Linked DNA regions of Triticum aestivum: regions 2 and 3 are each linked to region 1. A link is a contact called in public Hi-C data. All regions are on one chromosome and are shown on one strand. Each heading gives the region's core, a stretch centred on a gene start, on an enhancer-like site or on the middle of the called end of the contact. The rest is flanking DNA. Distances are from core to core; before and after follow the strand shown. Region 1 holds the start of LOC543402 (dehydrin COR410-like). Region 2 holds the start of LOC123127961 (protein S-acyltransferase 10). Region 3 holds the start of LOC123130782.

Region 1 (4,151 bases), core at 988-3,487:
CATTGTTCGTTCCTCCTCGAAATCGCTCGTCAGGGTGAAGTCGCCGAAGCTCTGGCATAGATTACTGCAGTCTCTTCGGGCGACAAGGTTAGAATTTCTCGCCAAGTGTGTGCGATGGCGAGATCCGGTGTGAGGTGCTTCAAATCAATTTAAGGGTTCAACGGCGCTGACCACGGCTCCCTGACGCTGGTTCTTAGGGGCACGTTCATGAAGACTTCGTGGCTCATCGACAAGTTTAGGCGGACTCCATTATCAGGGCGGCGATACCGATGCCTCATCGGCTCTTCTGACGGCGACAGTGGTCGTTCGGTGGTCCAAAGACCTTGATCTAATTTTTATTATGTTTAGGGTACTTTGTAATTCCAATGAACTTTTATTCGATATCTGGGTATTAAAAAAATATCTAAACCTTTTTTTAACATAGTACAATTGGAGATGCTCACATGCACTCACCCCATAAACACATGCACGCACTTTCTACACCTATGAGAGCCTTCAAGACACTGAGCCGACATAAAATCTTAAAATTGACGAAATCGTCATAAACACCTTTATAGTCAACGAAAACATCTCCTCACACCGAATGCACATAGTCGGAGTCACTAAAATAAATTCAAAAAATCACGACCACCGGTGTCAAGTATAACATGAACTCCGGTATCCACCGCAAGAAATCAAAACATCTCGCGCATCTGGGTACACATCGTGACGTCCACCGTCGACATAGCCCCCTGGGTGCGTGCGGTCGCGCAGTTAACGACGCAGCGATTCCGGGTGGCCCACGTAGTCGGCAAATCGTACGTGTGGGTGGGTGGGTGCGCCGGGGAGCGAGCTAGATGCGCTGAAGGCACAGTCTCGCCCTGTGCAGCCATGTGGCGGGGGGCAGCAGCCATCGAGCGATCGCCTCGCGTGCCGCTGAACTGAATCGATCCATGAGTCATGTCTGCCGCGTCGTACGACCCATGTGCAGAGGACGGAGCCCTTGCCACTGCCCGCCCAGGCAGGATCCGATGCTGCTGACTAGTTTATCCGCCGATCCGTTCGCGTCCCGACGACGAGGGCCGATAGTACGTCCGGCGAGCTGGTTATACACTGATCACGGATTTGCCAGGACCAGGAAGGAGGCGTTTTGCATCGCGATCCCACGGCGCCAAACTTTCCACCGCTGGCTGTCACGGCATCCCGTGCACCGAAAGTAGCCAATAATGACTCCAGCTAGTCTCGTACGGTCGGTGCCCGGGCTTGGCCGGTGAGTTTTCTTCCCAGGAATGGACGGTGAAAAAGAAACCAAAAGGCCGACACGCCACCGGCATTTGCCCACGAAAGCGCTCATCAAAGCGAGAAAGCAGAAACAAAAGAACGGCCAGCCCGATCGATCTGATTAGAAGCCCTGGACATCGGGGTGGCAGTTTAATCAGTCCGCTCACCCCGCCGGACTCCACTCGAGCAAGGAAACCCCACCCGCTTTGCTAGGTTCGGCACGACGGGCCGGTGAGCGGATAGTCGTTTCGACCCCACATGTCAACATCGGGCTCTCTTTCTAGAGCCCTCTCGTCGTCCTAGTCATGTGCTATCACTCCCCCGACGTGCACCCCTTGATTTAGTAACGAAATCCACCACGAACTCTTATCTTCGTCCGCTACCGGTGATTGAGCATCCGGAAGAATCGATGTTAATGCTTCCTCATCCTCAAAAAAAAAAAAGAATCAATGTTAATGCCACACAACCGCTAAAATAAACCCCGGCCAAACATTTGTGGACAAAATGGCTCACGCCACTGTTTCAAAAATCGATCGATCACTTAATCAATCGGTCGAATTATCTCAACCTAAAGTATTGCCGGAGAGCGACGGGCGTGGACAAGCGTCCCGTCGGCAGCGGATGCGGAGGAGAGGCCACGGAGGGAGGCACCCCACCGACCATTCGCACCGGGCCACGCCTCGGTGAGCGTAACTACCCACCACTCCACATGGCGCCCGCCGACCTCTCCCGATGCCGTCGATGGCGCGTCCGCCACGTCGGACTGACCGCCCCACGACATGCGTCGGGGCTCCACTGGCTCACGCGCTGCCCCGTCACGCCATTATTTCCGGCCGACACGCTGTCACTCACGACGTTGAACCGTCCTTCTTTCCTGCTTGTATTGTCCTCACGTACAGCGCTACAGGGCACAGATGTACACCTCTCGGCAGCGGCTCCGGATCGACCTCCTTGACAGCGGCTATATAAGGAAGCCTCTTGGCCAGGACACCTTCATCAGTCACAAAGCCACAAGCCAAGAACCAATACTTGATCTGTTGTTTCCTTTAGCTCCCGGAAGACTTTTCGCTGCACCGACCGATCTCGATCATGGAGGATGAGAGGAGCACCCAGTCGTACCAGGGAGGTGAGGCCGCCGAGCAGGTGGAGGTGACGGACAGGGGCCTCCTCGGCAACCTCCTCGGCAAGAAGAAGGCGGAGGAGGACAAGGAGAAGAAGGAGGAGGAGCTGGTCACCGGCATGGAGAAGGTCTCCGTGGAAGAGCCCGAGGTCAAGAAGGAGGAGCACGTGGATGGCGAGAAGAAGGAGACCCTCTTCTCCAAGCTGCACCGATCCAGCTCCAGCTCCAGCTCGGTAAGTGCAAACATGATTTAATTAGTAGCGTTTTGCTGTATTATTTAGGAGATTATTAGGATATGGCACGGTTGTTGCGATTTCTGACCTCGTGAGTGATCGTCTGTACAGTCTAGTGACGAGGAAGAGGAGGAGGTGATCGACGACAACGGCGAGGTGATCAAGAGGAAGAAGAAGAAGGGTCTCAAGGAGAAGCTCCAGGAGAAGCTGCCCGGCCACAAGGACACCGAGGGTGAGCACGTGACGGGCCTACCCGCACCGGCGGCCCCCGCGTCCGTGCAGACCCACCATGACACCGACGTCGTCGTCGAGAAGATCGACGGTGACGTGAAGACAGAGGCGACACCGGCAGTGCCCGAGGAGGAGAAGAAAGGCTTCTTGGAAAAGATCAAGGAGAAGCTGCCCGGCGGCCACAAGAAGCCGGAGGACGCTGCTGCGGTGCCCGTCACGCACGCTGCTCCGGCGCCCGTCACGCACGCTGCTCCAGCACCGGTGCACGCGCCGGCGCCGGCCGCCGAGGAGGTGAGCAGCCCTGACGCGAAGGAGAAGAAGGGCCTGCTGGGCAAGATCATGGACAAGCTGCCTGGTTACCACAAGACAGGGGAGGAGGACAAGGCCGCCGCCGCTACAGGCGAGCACAAGCCCAGCGCTTGATCGCCGCCGTGCCCGAGACCCGTGACCGGACCTCGATTGAATTGTTGGCGTGTGTTGTGTTTGCTTTACGTCTAAGTTGGTGTCAAGGTGGGAGGGGTTGATCGTCTTTGAAGGTCCGGTCCGTGAAGCCCGTTGAGTGACGGGTGCTTCTGTTTCAGTCTTTGAAGGTCCTGGATATTGTTAAGCTTGTTTACTTATGGGCACTTGTGTATTGGTTTATTGCTGGGCATTATGCCTTGATATTAAAGATTTCCGCCCAGTACATATTGCTGCATGTTGTGAAGATATATAGCGTATATTGTTGCGGTTTTTTCTTTTGCCGGAAATATATTGTTGTGTTGTGCATGTTAATTGTTGCTCGAAAGATGGTGTTTTTTCTTGGGACTGTCTATTTAGCACTTGACTATTTTATAATTGGAAAACATTCAAATATCCTGTCTAATAAACAGATGCCACTTGTATGTCCAAAACCAACCCCCACAGGCACTGTCTCTCGCTATATTTCAAATAAAACGGGTTAGGAAATAAACCCGAATCAAGTAAAGCTGGACCACGACCCGGTCAAGGAACAACAGCCAAAAATTGGCGGAGATCACCGGACAATCTACAGGCCAGGAACACTCGTAATCCTACTCCAATTCTTGACCCCCTTCACTAGCTTCACAAATTCTTCATCCCCTTCACCCCGCTTCACCTAGAAACATCAGAGAAACTAGTTACAAAGAAATTCCAAAGACAACAGGAAACTGTGGAATGTTTGATTGCTAGCAATTATAAAACTCTGGAATAACAAAAAAATTGCAGTCTAATGCCAAAAATTACAATAGCAAAACAATAGAAATTACACTACAAATCCTGATAGCTGAAAATTAAAGTGCAAACTC
Region 2 (4,070 bases), core at 1,087-3,586, 540 kb before region 1:
CAATCAGCAAAAGCTTTACATGGAAAAAGTTTGAAGAGTAGGACGTAGGATCAGTGGATCACACAGATCAGTGTGAAACAAAGACATGTGAAAAACAACTATTTAGTAATGTATGAGACAGTACTAATTCAATCTGTAGCATCCAAAGTCGTGTAACCACCACTTTGCTAATTAGTTAGGAATTAGAACCCCGACATAGCATCAGGGTGTAGAAGACCCTCAGGATGGTCTCAGGGAGCTTTAAGATACTCGTCATAGCCTTAGGGCACCTAAATGGGTCTTCAATAGGCAATACAATGAAACCATTTAGAGCAACAGTATGACGGAAAGGCTGCAAATAGACTACTTCAACTATATCATGGAACAATCAACTGTAATTCTAATGCCTGAATTTTATAGATCCACTTAACGATTCTTAACCAGTGACGTAAGGAGTTTAGTTAAATACAACCAAAGGTACGTGGACATAACTCATGGCTCACAAAAATGCCTTGTTTTTCGTGTCACCGACCCACACTTGATGTGAAGTTCAATCCGATGATTTTATACAATGGACGTAGTGAACATTTGCATGTCATAATTATGAAAGCTTTAGCACCATAAATTGAGAAGATAAAACAAAACCTGGATAATTTTGCAATATTGGCAAGTCCAATCCCTACAAAGAAAATATAGAAGAATGTTAAACTAATATTATGACCGCGAGCAAACACAAGGATTTTACTACTGCATATACCCTAAAAAATAAATTTCTCGAGCTTCACCTGTTGCTTGACCCAGGAGGATAAAGATCCACAATTTGATGCAACCATGACGATGAAGAAGACATTGGTCTAAGTTTCTCTAGATCAGGCCGGTTTGTGGTGGACTTTAAGCTTCCATGTTTTGAACTGGATTGTCTTTTCTTAATCATCAAAAACACACACACAAGAAAGTATAAGTATCAGTGTATACCTCAGATAGGTTGTCAACACTTCTATGCTATGGTGATTACGACATTACTTTGAAAGAGTGGCGGTATTGATGAAGGTTGCATGCATCCCACCACTGGCTTGCATTGCATCAATAACATAGCTGACGGCACAGGAGCCCCAAAATCAGGCACTTATCAGATTCAATCGATAATGTGTATGATAATAAATTCAATAAGACTATTCAATACCCTGGAGATGAACCAGCAGTGTAGAAGTATTGCGCTAAGGCGATCAGAACGAGCACACCATACACTCCGATATACCTGTAATAAAATGATACCAAATGGAGATCCTCAACAACCAAAAAGAGATAACTGTACACATCCTAAGTCAGAACAGAATGGACGGGGATTTATAGTGCAATATGGGGGGGAAATCGTGGCGTAACATACTCCTAGTGACCAGAGTGTAAATAAGACTGAGAACCATGATGCCTACACTCTGGCTGAAACAGTCAAGCAAAAAACGGCACTACAAGAAACTACCAAATACCACTCAGATATACTCCCTCCGTCCCATAATATAAGAGCGTTTTTGACACTAAACTAATGTCAAAAACACTCTTATATTACGGGACGGAGGGAGTACTATAATAGAGTGCTTTGACTTCTGAGAAGAGCATGTTATTATCACTGTGTAAAATTACGAGATTTATGCTTCATAGCTGGTGGCACGCGGACAACTAGCACGCTAGCACCCCAAAAGCTACCTTTTCTGGTAGAATCATATCAGATTATATGGTTTAAAACAGGGGAAACAATCATTAGAGTGATACCTATAGCTGGAACAAAGCTTCGGACGCCGCACAAATCGACAGCGCGTCTTAAATTTGGAATTGAACCAAGCAAAAATTGAACTGGTGGGCGAAATAAGGTGGGAACTGTACCACGGCTCCTCGTGGATCCGCCTATCGAGGGTCGAATCGAGCAGGAAGACGGCGCCGACGAAGACCACGTGCATCAGGAGCACCATGGCCCTCAGGCCCAGGGGCGACCTCCTCGCTGCGCAAGAGAAACCCCAAACACCAGATCAGGACGCAAACACCCGGGACCGAATCGAGCTGAGGAGGGGGGATCGAACGGAGAGCGTACTCCGATCGGAGAGGCGGGGGCCTGGCTCGGCGGCGGAGGAGGACGCCATTGGGGCCGCCGCGGTCGCATCCGACGGCGAGGATGGTTAAGCGGGAGTGAGGAGGGCTGCCGGCGGTCGCGACTCTGGTGCTCCGGAGACGACGTTTTCCGGTGGAAGAAGCGGGGTCCGTTGGGGTGGTGGGGGCCACGTGACAGACAGGACTATGTTGTCTTATTGAAGTGGATGGGGGCCAGCTGGAAGTGGGGATAGGACGAGAAGGTGTTACTCCAGTTGGGGAACTGGATCCATCCATGTGAGATGCAGAGCATCTCTAGATATATGGGCGTCTTGCAAATTTCGTTTACAGTATCTTATAAATAAATTTTGGGGGAGGTCTGCCTCCTCGATAGAATAGATCCGATAAACATGACCGAATTTGCACTCGATTTGAAACATCTAGTTCGCTCTATAGATCATACAAGCATAGTTCATCATACAATAGATAGATAGTTCCGCACAAAGCACATCGATAGATAGTTCAAACTTAAACTACTAGACTAGATACTTCATACTAGCATCTACTCCTTGCCGGACTCACCGTCGTCACCGGAGTCGTCCTCGCGAGGCGGGGACTCGTTGTCGTGGAGGGTGTGGTAAATGAGCGTGCCGGAAAGGGTTGAGGCGAGTTGGTACTCCTTCCAGAGCGCCGGCAGGCGCGAGGCCGCAACTGCATCTCCGTGGCGGCAGCCTCCTTCACCCCCCACCAGGCGCGCTCGGCCGCCCCTGAGGCGCTGGATGGACGGATCAAAGAGCCACCCGAGGCGACGGAAAGTCACCCACGCCCGCGCTCTGGCGTTGCGGGACTTTGCGTCGCGGGTGCGCGCCTGCTCCCTGCGCCTTTCCGACACGGGAGGACGGAGGGAGGAGTTGCTGGCCTCGTCGTTGTTGCGCCGCTTGCAGCCGCCGAGCCCACCGCGGCTGTGATGTAGGGTGGAACCCTAATTGGCCGATCTTTCACGGAAGGAGCGGATCCCGCGATGAACACGAATAACACGAGGAGGGAAACAATGGAAGACACGGGGGAAACACAAGAGAAACACTAATCCAACAAGAAATAGTCACACATGTGCTAGATCCTCGAGTACATAAGAAATCACACGATCCACGGACAACTAAGGACGATACAAAGGTAGCCGGTCTTCTCCGTGAGGAGGTCTTGAATCCACGAGGGGATCTTCCCTTAGCGGGGTCTTGAATCCAAAGGGATCTTCTCCGAAGAGGGGCCGCGGTGTAACACCCTCGATGCGACTATATCTCCCACGTGTCAAGGCACGACTTAGAGGCATAATCGCATAGAAGGCATATGTCGCAAGTTAGGCAATCTTCACAACATCCCATGTAATATATATGTAATAAAAGGAGAGATAACATAGTTGGCTTGCACTCGCCACGTCAATCAAGTACATAAATAACATTACATCATCCAAACACTCATGGCCCGACTACGACGCCAAAATAAAAGATAATCCAACATGCGACACGGTCCCGATCACCCCAACTGAGCACCACTACTGATCATCAGGAAAAAAAACATAGTATCGTTGAGAGTCTTCGTCGAACTCCCACTTGAGCTCAAGCGCGTCACCTGGAGCGGAATCATCAGGCCCTGCATCTGGTGTAAATAGTAATCTGTGAGCCACAGGGACTCAGCAATCTCGCACCCTCGCGATCAAGACTATTTAAGCTTATAGGTAAGGCAGGGTAAAAATATATGTGGAGCTGCAGCAAGCGACTAGTATATATGGTGGCTATCCTTTTCGCAAAAGAGAGCGAGAAGAGGATGCAAAGCGCGAGCGAGAAACTAGAGGACAACCTGCGCAAAACATTACTCCAACACCGTGTCCACTTCCCGGACTCCGCCGAGAAGAGGCCATCACGGTAACTCACACGGTTGATTCATTTTAAATAAGTTAAGGTTCAAGTTATCTACAACCGAACATTAACAAATCCCCATCTGCCCATAAC
Region 3 (4,277 bases), core at 1,081-3,580, 630 kb before region 1:
ACTAGACGCAGTAACAATGAGATTTGCCATTTGTACCTCAATGCGTGAGTCAATCATTTGGCGAAGCCAGTAGTAGTACTAACGGAAGCGAACCACCTGACCACAACAGAACTGGTAGTAATACTAGTAAGAACTTTCATGTTAGCAGCTTCATACGTGGGTAGGGTGATGGACTTAATTAAGTTGCCTCCCTTGGCATTACTCCCAAAGATGCACGTACTAATGTGATTCAGCAGATTCCTCGAACACTCAAAACTACCACCACTTCCCCACACACACACACCTACTGGCAATACACTAATCGCTTTCGTCGTCGCCGATCACGGATCACCACTTTCAGAGTCGCGTAATATAGAAGCTACGGAGGCGTCCCCAAATCTCAACGACTTCGCGTCGCACGTGGTCTTATTTTGGGATGCCATCTCCGGCGGTGGCTGCTGCTGTTGCCAGCCATGCACCCTGGCGGCCTGCCTCACTGCCCAGCGACAGCATTGGACTTGAAACCTGGAGCCTGGCATAGAGAAAGCGGGAAAGGAAAACGCCCAGAACGGGCTGCCATAGCCCACGACGGCAGGCAGATCACTCGATCGGCGTGATTGGCGCCAGCGCCGAGCGCCCTAGGATCGAATCGTGCTGGAGAAAGCACGTCCAAGATCGCCATCCCGATCTCGCATGATTCCATCCACGTGACCCCACCCGTCTCCCAACCAACGATCGGGAATGAACCACTTTGAGCCATGGCAAGTCTTTTGCCTTGTTTAAAAAAAAACGATCGGGAATGAACCCATCATCGTTCGCCACTCGTCCCAGCCAAAGCGCGCGCGTGTCTGTCTAGTCTTGAACTCCCGGCGGCTCAGGCTGCGCGCCCTGCGTTGCGAAACGGTAATTTCTGAAGATGTTCTTCAAATATGCAGAGTTGGCAACACAAAACGGAAATCTCTTTTACTTCGGCTGCAATTGATGTTCTATTGGTGGTACTGCTAAACTATATACAAATTTCATCACATAAGTCGAGATTGTTGATGGTTCCAACGTCTGGGGATCACTATTCTTCAGAAGCTTGGGCTGAGAATGTTGAGCAGGGAGACTCTCGTGTTGACCAGGGCCCGGAAGACGTTCTCGCCGCTGCTCTCCACGTCCGCGACGCACCGCCCGAGGTTGTCCATGCGCTCAAACGCCGCCTTCCTGTCCTCCTCCTCCGGGTCTAGGTCGACCAGGGCCGCGTCGGGCTGGGGCTGCTTGGCGGAGCAGCCGTCGTCGGCGTGCTGCTTGCTCGCCGACCGGCGCTTCGCGCGCGACATCCAGCGCATCAGGTCGGCGACCCACCATATGCGCATGGACGAGGGCTTGGTGGTGACGATGTGGTGGCCGGTTCTCGGCGCGGCCGACGAGGAGGCGAACCTTGCGGGCGAGGGCATCCAGCACGGCGCGCTGACGACGTCGACGCGGGCCGTGGCGGCGGCAATGGACAGGGCGGACACGCCGGAGAAGACCGCGGCCGAGGCGGACGCGACGGCCGCCGCCGCGTCGACGATGGCGGCGGCGAGAGCGGCCGCGTCCGACGGGAGGCCCGCGGGCGCGGGAGGCGGCGCCTTGCCGGCCACGGCGCGGGCGGAGGAGGCGATCCGCGGGAGGTCGCGGCCGGACCGACGGAGCCCGCGCGCGGCGGACGCCAGGCGCGCCGGGTCCTCGCGCCGCAGCGCCGCGCGCGCCTCGGCCTGGAGCGCGGTGAGCGCGACCAGCACGTCGCGGAAGCTGCCGTGCGCGTCGGCCAGGCGGAGGAAGTCGTCGAGCAGCCGCTCCGCGAACGGCGACCGGCCGAGCCGCCGCAGCGGCTCCTGGGCCTGCGGGTGGTGGAGCAGCTCGGAGAGCGACACCAGGACCCGCCCCAGCTGCTCCGCGGCCTCCGTGATCGAGCGCGCCGTCGCGGCCGACGCCAGGCCCCCCGCCAGATCGCGCAGGGCCGCGACGTCTTCGTCGAGCTGGAGCACCAGCGGGTGGAACCGGCAGGGCAGGCTGGCCGAGCGGACGCGGTAGCCGGCCGCGGACTTCCCGTTCGACCCCGCCGCCGGCGCGGACTTGGGCGCGGGGAACGAGATCGTGCGGCGGAAACCGACCACCATCCTGCGACCGCGACCTTGCAGCAGCGCCGTAGCCGGAATGGAATCCGCGGATCGGGCGACGGGCTGACCTACGCGCGGCGGCGGCCGGCGCGGAGCACCTGGCCTGGAGGAGAAGGGGGAGATGGGGGCGTTTTGTTTTCGAAGTGCGGAGTGAGATTCGGGGATGGGATGGAAGCCGTGGATGGGGTGGGATCGATCGCACGGCCGGTCGTTATATAAAGCAAAGCAGGGGAGGTGCAGACGGTGGAGGCGACTAGGCGTGGAGCTGGACCAGACCGGTTCTGCTCTGCCCTAGGTTGTGCACCGCACGCACACGACATTTGGAGGTTTTCCTAGGTCGGGGCCCGGCTGGCAGAGTTGCATGGCAGGCGGGCCGGGCGGAGTGAGTGCTCATGGTCCCTCGACAGCTTTTCGAAATCAAAAAAAAATATTTTTCCGCGAGAAGCCAAATTTTTGTTTTTACTAAGATAATTGTCCGTGCTTGCAATGGATGTAAATATTTTATAATATGTTAGCTCGTGATTACATTTTATATTAGTGGGATTGCTTAAATAATTATTTATCAAATCAGGTTGTGCTTTTTACGAATCTAAATAACACTTTAGGATCCCCGCAAAAAAAGTAACACTTTAGGATTTTATTTGGTAATAACTTATTGTCTTGTCAAAGAAAGCAGAATTTTATTTGGTAAGTCATGAAAGACGAGAGGGAGGGTCGAATATTGGACGAAGAACGAGGTGGATGACAAAATCTTATGTTTTTTTTAACAAAGATGCATGCGGGCGCTCGTACATACACATATAGTCACCCATATAAAAGTACACACGCACACCCTATCCTATGAGCATCTTCGAGAGATTGAGCCGACACATCATCTTGAGATTGACGAAGTCGCCACAGACATTTTTGTATTCCATGGGAACGTCAACTTCTACTGAAGGTACATCGTCGGAAGGCTTGAAATAAATTCGGAAAAATGCGAGCATCAATATCAAGTCTAGGACTTGAACTCTAGTGGGCTGGGAATACTACTGTCCTCCTGACCATCCAATCACATGTTGATTTGCAATCTTACGTTCTTTTTAAGTACGAAAAGAAAACACACGTACAGAAATGTATATTTAAAAGATTAAAGTTGTGTAGTTGTAACAACATCTTCAACTAGACTCATCTGTTCCCTCCATATGCCAAGCCGGACACGACATGGACAAAAAAGAAGTCACCCAGTCGACCCCCCTGTGGTTAGCTCATTTATCTGGCAGTCCTCATATCCACTCCATATGTAGGGTGGATATGAGGTAGGCCGTATGCAACCACCACGTTGCATCAGTCTAAACTGGCACACCCGACCCAATAAAAACCTCACTCCGAACAAAACCCTAGCCTCACTCCTCACTTAACCTCCCCCCTCCCATCATCCACCGTGACCATGACTGAATCTGGCAGCAGCTCCTCCTTTGGAGTTGACCTCGTGGATTGGGACATGCTCACGACATAGTCGAACGAGGAACTGGCCATCTGTGTCTCCCTTCACCGGTCTTGGATGGATAGGGGTGGAAGCTCGAGCTATGCGCCCTTCCAGATGGCCGAGAAGGCTTCTCTAGCTCCACGATCGTCCCGGCTCGTCACGGTCCACACCCTCCCCGGTGGCTCGTCGGGGCTCTTGCGGATCCGCGCCAATCCCCCTGCCTCGAATGACGATGACCTCGTCGGTGGCGTCCTGCACTAGCGCCGAGACAAACGCCCGCCGCCGCTGCCGCAAAAATGTGAAAAACACATTGTCGGTGTCAAAACCGGCGGATCTCAGGGGGTCCCGAACTGTGCGTCTAAGGCGGATGGTAACAGGAGGCAGGGGACACGATGTTTTACCCAGGTTCGGGCCCTCTTGATGGAGGTAAAACCCTATGTCCTGCTTGATTTATTCTTGATAATATGAGTAGTACAAGAGTTGATCTACCACGAGATCGGAAAGGCTAAACCCTAGAAGCTAGCCTATGGTATGATTGTATGTTGTCCTACGGACTAAAGCCCTCCGGTTTATATAGACACCGGAGGGGCTAGGGTTACACAAGGTCGGTTACAAAGGAGGAGATATCCATATCCGTATTGCCTAGCTTGCCTTCCACGCCAAGTAGAGTCCCATACGGACACGGA

What was found. A called contact is a pair of places that touch in the nucleus more often than the background predicts.
Region 2: a contact with region 1 is called in a Hi-C map of leaf, with 7 times the contacts expected there. The contact joins the promoter of LOC123127961 here to the promoter of LOC543402 in region 1. A contact is called at or near these places in 2 of 5 Hi-C or Micro-C datasets (both in leaf).
Region 3: a contact with region 1 is called in a Hi-C map of leaf, with 3 times the contacts expected there. The contact joins the promoter of LOC123130782 here to the promoter of LOC543402 in region 1. A contact is called at or near these places in 2 of 5 Hi-C or Micro-C datasets (both in leaf).

The regions. Positions count from the first base shown.
Region 1 is chr6A:470,854,090-470,858,240 of IWGSC CS RefSeq v2.1, reverse strand. It overlaps LOC543402 (dehydrin COR410-like), which reads left to right and starts at 2,237. Exons shown (of 2, transcript XM_044547840.1): 1 at 2,237-2,613; 2 at 2,725-3,531. The coding sequence starts at 2,350. The coding sequence ends at 3,267.
Region 2 is chr6A:471,394,523-471,398,592 of IWGSC CS RefSeq v2.1, reverse strand. LOC123127961 (protein S-acyltransferase 10) reads right to left here and starts at 2,336. Exons shown (of 11, transcript XM_044547841.1): 1 at 2,066-2,336; 2 at 1,861-1,975; 3 at 1,163-1,237; 4 at 1,003-1,074; 5 at 765-899; 6 at 625-658. The coding sequence starts at 2,114.
Region 3 is chr6A:471,487,285-471,491,561 of IWGSC CS RefSeq v2.1, reverse strand. It overlaps LOC123130782, which reads right to left and starts at 2,330. Exons shown (of 1, transcript XM_044550593.1): 1 at 917-2,330. The coding sequence starts at 2,123. The coding sequence ends at 1,053.